Regions from separate parts of the Astyanax mexicanus genome. Here region 1 is linked to region 2. Evidence: chromatin contacts called from public Hi-C data. All regions are on one chromosome and are shown on one strand. Each heading gives the region's core, a stretch centred on a gene start, on an enhancer-like site or on the middle of the called end of the contact. The rest is flanking DNA. Distances are from core to core; before and after follow the strand shown. Region 1 overlaps LOC103030577 (a long non-coding RNA gene). Region 2 holds the start of LOC103030049 (sodium/potassium/calcium exchanger 1-like).

What was found. A called contact is a pair of places that touch in the nucleus more often than the background predicts.
Region 1: a contact with region 2 is called in a Hi-C map of muscle, with 17 times the contacts expected there. The contact joins the enhancer-like site here to the promoter of LOC103030049 in region 2. A contact is called at or near these places in 2 of 3 Hi-C or Micro-C datasets (both in muscle).

The regions. Positions count from the first base shown.
Region 1 is chr18:3,749,081-3,752,830 of AstMex3_surface, forward strand. All of the region lies in intron 2 of LOC103030577 (a long non-coding RNA gene), which reads right to left. Among protein-coding and RNA genes, the nearest start is that of LOC103030577, 37 kb to the right of the region's middle. Within about 2 kb of position 1,576, the one cell type or tissue checked has an H3K27ac peak away from gene starts, as active enhancers do.
Region 2 is chr18:3,645,989-3,649,963 of AstMex3_surface, forward strand. It overlaps LOC103030049 (sodium/potassium/calcium exchanger 1-like), which reads left to right and starts at 2,166. Exons shown (of 2, transcript XM_007231430.4): 1 at 2,166-2,885. The coding sequence starts at 2,607.

The sequences.
Region 1 (3,750 bases), core at 326-2,825, 100 kb after region 2:
GTAAGGAGAGATTGAGAGAGTCTGAGCAGAGAGAAACAGGGAAAGAAAGATAGAGGTAAGCAGAGTTTCCACCCAGTGAAGTTATACGAATAAACCTTTTGAGAGCATCCAGCATGTCCAGCAATAGGAATCAAAGTAATGAAACAAGACATGCCTTATGCACTTACTACTTCATTTGGAGACTTTATATGTTGTTTAATTTAAAACTATTTTTTAATCACCAACCTATTTTTTTTTCTAAACAAAAGAAAGAACTCAATTGGTGAATGAAAAACCCTTTACATGGTTTGAAAAAGGATAGTAAGTGAAAAAGTAGAGAGAGAGAAAGAAAGAAAGAAAGAAAGAAAGAAAGAAAGAAAGAAAGAAAGAAAGAAAGAAAGAAAGAAAAAGAAAGAAAGAAAGAAAAAGAAAGAAAGAAAGAACCTGTAAAGTGCAGTAAAACAGAGTAAGAGTGAAACACGTTTGAGTGAAAGATAAAGGTAAGAGAGAAAAATAGAAAAACAAAGTCAGACAGAGTGAAAAAAGAAAGAGACAATGTAAGAAAAAGAAAACAATAGCAAGAAAGCAGATAGAACAGACACAAAGAGACAGAAAAAAACAGATAAACAAAGAAAAGAAACAGAAAAATAATTATATAAATAGAGAGAGAAAGTAAGAAAAACAAGAGAAAGCAGAGAGGACAAAATACAGAAAGAGATGGAAAAAGAGACAGAGTGCAAAAGAAACCAGAAAACCAGAAAAAGGGAGAACAACATAAAGAAACAAATAGGGGAAAAGACAGAAAGCAACTGAAAAATAAAATTGAACAAAAAAAAGAGAATAAACCAACAGTGAGAGGACGAAATAGAAAAAGACAGAAAGAGAGCAAGCAGAGAGAGGCTAAAATAGAGATGAAGAGAAAACAGAGAGGAGATGAAAAAGTGTCTGAGATAAAGAGAGAATATAAAAAAGACAAAATTTAGAGAGAAACTTAAAAACAAATATAAAAAGAGACAAATAAATAGAGAAAATGACAGGAAAAAGCAGAGGGACAACGGATGAATAAGTGAGGTGATGGACAGAATAAGGGAAAATAGAGTAAAGAAAGAAAGAAAGAAAGAAAGAGTAAAATGAGGGTGAGATTTAAGCTATGTAAAAAGAACTGAAGATGGATGAAGAGAACGAGAAACAGAGAGAAGCACAATGGTGGTGACAATGGCAGCAGCAGCAGAAAGCAATGTTACAGGGCTGGATGCTCTCTCTCTCTCTCCCTCTATCTCTTTCCCTCTCTGTCTGTCTCTCTCTCTCTCTGTCTCACCCTCACTCTCACTCGGAGCACAGCGCGGCCAGGCTGAACCGAGTGAACTGCAGCCGAGTGTTTGCCGTGAGGTCAGAGAGTCCAACATTCCTCTGGAGCTGTGTGTTTACACTGCTCGGAGAAAGGGGGGCTGAGCAGGGGGCGCGCGAGGGGCTTACAGGAAAGGAAACAAATCAGCTCCCAGCCTCACTGTAGGAGCGCCGGCCGCTCGGCCCGCCCGCGATGCCGCCGCACACCACACGCAGACACACGTACTGTACATCACAGCCCGGCTGATCATATTTACAGCTCTGCTGCGGCTCTGCTGTTTGTGTTCAGTGGAATCTACATGTTTGCTCTATACTGTTAAGTATAGCTCAGTTCTACAGAGACAGTTTATTTTCTCTTTATGTTATGAGCTCCACAACATGTGGGACAGGACTAGGGGTGTGCCATATTGTATAGTACGCATACATCTACTGGAGACTATCTGTCCAGTATCATTTATTTTACTTTATATATTTCCTGGATATATGGAGATATTTGGAGCTTATTATTATTATTATTAGAATCATGACATTCGGGATCATTGACTTCTGTTACAAATCTGAAATAAAATTCTTGTTTTTTTTTTTTTTTTTGTTTTTTTTTATCTCAGGTAGAGGTGTGCCATATCATATTGTATATGAAATAAAATGTAATTTTCATTTCATCGTAGTAGTGACTTCTTAAAATAAATATTTTAATTCAGTGTTTTGTCATATCGCCAAGAGTATCGCTACTGCGAAAATACCATGATTTATTGTGATATTATTTTAGCGACATATCGCCCACCCCTAGAGGAGAGAAAGCACTCTGGAACACTGCATCTAAAACAAGACTAGTAACTAACGGCTTATAGGATATATGGCGATATGGCCTTAAAAAAGTTTTTGGCAAAACAATATTCCTGGCAATATAATAACTTAAAAATACAATTCAGTAGAAAAGTCTGCAGTATGGCTGGAAGGTTAATCAAATTAATTTGTTTAATCAACTTCAAATATCAGGATAACTGCTATCGTATAATCAATATAGCCAGAGGAAATATCCGTAGATAGACATTTGCTTTTATCAGAAACCTGTGAAAAAACTACTTTTAACAAGCTTGCTTGTTATGTAAGAACTAAAAGTTGTAATCGAGAAATCACTCATATATTTGAATTTCAATAATTATTTTTTTTTACAATATCGACCATCCCTAGCCTGTAGTCTACATTGTTAACACTAACTTACAAGACTTACTAAACTTGTATGAAATAATAATATTAATGTAATGAAATAAATAAAGCAATGAAACAAAAAAAACTACCAAAAACTCAAGTGCAGAACACAGTGCATGCATGCAAACTACAAGCAAACAAACAATTATAATAAATGCATCCCTAAAGTTTCATAACAAAAAGAGTAAATAACAAAACTCATACAAACTAAACTGCTTTCAAGACAGAATATCGCCATTATATATTCTCTCAATAAATATTTGTTTTAGCGTTTTAAAAGTTATAATGATATTATTGTGTTGAACTTCTTTCATGATTCAAAACTGAGCTGCATGAACTTGTTTGGACAATACATTGTCCTATAAATAATATCCATATATTGTACGGTAAGTCAATAATGTAACTACATTTTTTTTTTTCCTTTGAGATGCATACTTTAAAAAAACTTGAATTTTCACTAGAAGTTACCAGAAATCAATGACTTGACATGTCATGATATTAAAAATGGCCAGAATTGGAGTAAAATAAATAATATTGCTGACTAGATGCAATGACGATGCCAAAACGATATACTGCACAACCTTCTTCAGAATCACTATAAAACAGTAAGTGCTCCAAGCCATAAAGCTGAAATAATAAATATCAATAAGAGAAAAGAAAAGCTGAATTAAAGTAAATCGATCAATGCATCATTTGTTCGTTTTCATTTTTCTTTTTTTTCCCCTTACCTCCTCAATTCTGTCTCGTTCACAGAAGAGAGTACTGGAGTGCTGGAGATTTCTCCTTAGATTAGACTGCTTATCTTTATTACATTAGGAATACTGTGCAATCTTAATGTGATTTACAATACATGCTCTTTCTGTTGAGCAAAAAAGAAAAAGAAAGAAAGAGGGGGGGTTTTGGCAGCAGTCGATAGATATACAGAGTCTTTGCCCCAGGCTCTGCTTTCTACAAGATAAGATAAATGAAGACACAAATAAATGCGGCAGAAGGCACTTGCTAAGTGCTAAACTTGGAAAAGCCCGGGTTATTTTAAGTCATTTTAATTCTTGAAATTCCTCCCATAGCGAATGCCTATTTCCGGTGTGAAATAGACTGTGGATAATGCAACAAATAATAGTTTCTGCTGATAACAGAACGCTAAAAAAAAAAAAAATCTGTGGCATTTTCAATCAAAGGAGACAATGCGCAAAGAAAATGTTTTAGACAACG
Region 2 (3,975 bases), core at 916-3,415:
ATAGAAATCAATATTAGGACATCAACCAATGTTTAAGTGATGCTTTAAGTGATGCTTTAAGTTAATGTTTAAGTTCATGTTTAAATGCAAAAACACTATTTCTGTGTTTAACATAACACAGAAAACATGGTATTTCTGTAAACTATAACTTATAGATTCCATAAAATTTGTATAAGCATAAGCATCAGCACAAAAATACAGAATATTGTACAAATTTCAGCCAAAAGTAAAACTCTAGCTTTGTCGTTCTAAAGATATGTTGAGTAGGTTGTTCAGTGTTGTAGCCATACTGATGATAAACCAAAGGTAATTCCTCTAAAAATAAAAGCATAACTTCTATATAATACACACTCCTGAACCACATCATGATTCTGTCTGCCTAAACCCAAGTTCACTTGAGTTGAGCTGTCTGAAAGCATCTCAGCACTGTGTCAGATTTGTCACAACCCAAAAAAGAAAGAGACCGGTCAGCACAGACTCATGACAAACCACACAGCCGTGCTACATGCTAAAGCCATGCCGTGAAGCCCTGCCTGGAGTGCTGAAGTGAGGAAAGTAGAACAGGCAGGAACACACACACACACACACACACACACACTCAAACACTGAACCGTACACACACTGACTCAGCAAGGCTGAAGAGAGGGAGAGGGAGAGGGTTCACGTCTTCAGCAGAGTGTTAGGATGAGGTCAAACACAAGTGTACCGAGCCTTTAATGAGTCACGCTCTCACCAGTACTTTGTGCTGCTCTCAAACCGGTAGGCCAAAGGCTTTTTCGTACAGTAAGCCCTCAGAAACAGAGGGACCTTGGGCCTGGGGTGGGGTGGGTGGGTCCAATGCTCTCTTGCTCTTTCATACTGATGGAAAGGAATCTTCTGCTCATAGCTTCTCACACAATGAAACCTCAGCTGATTCGACCCACCAGTGCGTCACATGACCCTGATGCTGGCATTCCATCAATCCCCCCATCCTCCTCCTCCTTCTTCTTCTACTTTACAGATACCCACATTCATACCAGTCTCTTCATCACGCTGGCTAGCCATTAGCATTCATTCACAGTTATATCGGTGTTTTTTGTGTGTGTGTTTTAAAAACAAATCATTTCCTCTTTCTCTTTCTTTTTTTTCGTTTTTTTTTGCGTTTTTGCGTGTATTCAACTAGGACAACACTGATAGGATGATGGAGCACCCCTCCCAGCTCCCAAGAGCCTAACCCGTGCACAGAACAGCAAAACGTCACAAGTTAGGGTCTCAGGGATTGCGAGAGGCACAATTTGATTGTTTTTGTTTGTTTGTCTGTTTTTTCTTTTTGTTTCAATGTCTGCCTTTGCTTTAAAAAAAATGGACATGGACACACAGCAATGCAATGCACCTGCAATGACATCAGAATAATAATAATGATAATAATAAAAAAACACACTGGGAAAAAAAAAAAAAAAAAAACTGACTGGCCGGGATGTACAGCGAAATTTCTGTGGAAATTAAACACCTGTAGTAAAAAATAAAATTAAAAAGGCTCCGTATATGTTTTTGTCTTTTTGTCTGTGACAGACAACAAGTGCAACCTTCAGCCAGACACAACACTGACATCCCCCCCCTCCCCCCCAACTCTTTCTCTCTTTCTCTCTCTCTTTTCCTCTCTCCTACTCTCTCACTCTCTCTCCAGAACCCTCCCCGCCTCCCCTTCCCGGCCCCTGCTGCCACTCTCCCGCCCCATCTTACAGGCCGAACAATGCTGCACTTTGAAAAATGCCCCCTGGCTCCCAGGTAAACTTAGCCTTCTTTCAATAAGCTCCTCTCTCACAGCCATTCATGCACTCATAGTCATCGTAATAGCTCTCAGACTCTCAGTCAGCTGCTTTCTCTCTTCACTGCTACGGCATTAACTGCTCTGGATGTACAACACGACAGTCGAAAGCTTTATTAACCACGTGTATAATAAATAAAGATGCATTTAAATTAATATATATATATATATAACACATTATTTCCATAGCATACGTGATTAGTTAAGCAGATTAAAACATAAAACCAAGCTTCGGCACTGTACAACGCTGCTATCTATCGAGAATGACCCGAACGAAGCCAGAGCAAGAGCAGTTGTGGAGACAAAGGTAATCAAAACACTAACAGATGCTGCAGCTGTGGGTGGGAGAGGGAGAGAGAGTGCGAGAGAGAGAGAGAGAGAGAGAGAGGTACAGGGAGTCTGCTCGAGAGGGAGAGAGAGAAAAAGAGAGAGAGAGAAGGAGAGAGAGCAAGAGAAGGAAGGAAGGAAGGAAAAGAGGAAAGGAGGAAGGAAGGAGAAAATGGTTTAAAAAGAACTCACCCGGGTTTGGTTTGCGGCGGCGCCGCAGCCGAGCGCCCTTCGTCCGCAGCCCTGCTGGACAAAAGAAAGGCAGAGCGAGAGAGCGTGAGAGAGAGACAGGAGGAGAACGAAACAGAGAACGAGAGAACGAGAGAATGAGAGAAAATCTCCGATTTCAACTTTTTGTCAGGAGCGAGAGCACTGACAAAGCAAAAACGATAAAAAACAAACAAAAAAAAAAAACAATAACCAAAAACCAAGCGGCGCAGACTGGACGGGATGGACAGACGGAAGCTGGGGGATGGCGGGAAAAGAGGAGCGGCCGAGAGCGCAGGTTGAAGCTGGAGACGCGTGGGTCCATGTGCAGAGGGATGAAGCGCAGGCACACCAGAGGGCAGACTTTTCACGTTCAGCCAGACGAAAGGGGGTGGGAGGGCGAAACGAGGAGGATGACGACGGTGGCGGTGATGGTGATGATGATGAAGAAGAAGAAGAAGAAGCAGCAAAAAAAGAAGAAGAAGATAATGAGGAAGATGATGATGATTATGGCGGCGGCTGCGGTGGTGTCGAGAGCATGCAGGTAGGCATGGGGGGAAAAGCCTGTAGGACTGGCAGGGAGGAAGAGCTGAGAGGAAGTGCAACTGGCAGCCAGCAGCCCGGGCCACAACACCAGCAAATCATACCAGTCTACTAGATCTCAGAAGAGGGGGGGGGGGGTTGGGTGGAGGGGTTCAGCGTGACAGAAACACACACACACACACACACACACACACACACACACACACACACACACACACACACACACACACTCACTGACTTACTCACTCATTCACTTCACCTTGCTGCTGCTCTCATCCAGCGCTGGTAAGCTACAGACGCTCCATGCATGCATATATATATATATATATATATACACGCACGCACATATCCCTGGTTCGGCTTCAGCTTTGGCTCCAGTCTCCAGAAGAAATAAGCATAGAGATAAAGAAGTAAAAGCAGCAGCACTCGCGCGCAAAAAAAAAAAAAAAAAACAAGCTCTGGCAGGAAATCGCGCAAAAATCCCCCTGACAAGAAAATCGCGGAGAAAAAAAAAAAGGACGTACAACTGGAAAGAGCCATCGGTGCATTGTGCTGGCTCCTTTCGCCGCCGCTCTCTCTCTCGCGCTCCACACCCCCTTCTTCTCTTTCACTCTCCGTATCTGTCTTACATTTCTCCCTCCCTCTCTCTCCCGCTCTCTCTCTCTCTCTCTCTCTCGCTCCGTCCTGCGCGCACTCTTTCTCTCGCACTCCCTCTTTCCTGCCGCACACACACTTTTCCTCTCATTCGATCTCTCACCAAGCAAAATTGAAAACGGGGGGTTGGTGGGGTGGGTGGGAGTGTAGTTCAGTGTAGGGAAAAAAAAGCATGACACCCCCTGGTCCTTCTTTCTCTGCCTTTATAAATCCATGTTGAGTGGCAGGAGGAGGAAAAAAAAAAAAAAGAGAGAAAAAGTTGGAGAAAAGAAAAAAGAAAAGAAAAAGGAAAGAACGAGTACCAGAGTATCATCCGTTAATTTGCTCGCACAGCTGTGATTAGTTAAAGTCGGAGGCCCACCTCTCCGCCGTATCAACCAGAAAACGCGAGAGAGAGAGAGAGAAAAAGAGAAAGAGAGAGAAAGAGAGAGATGAGA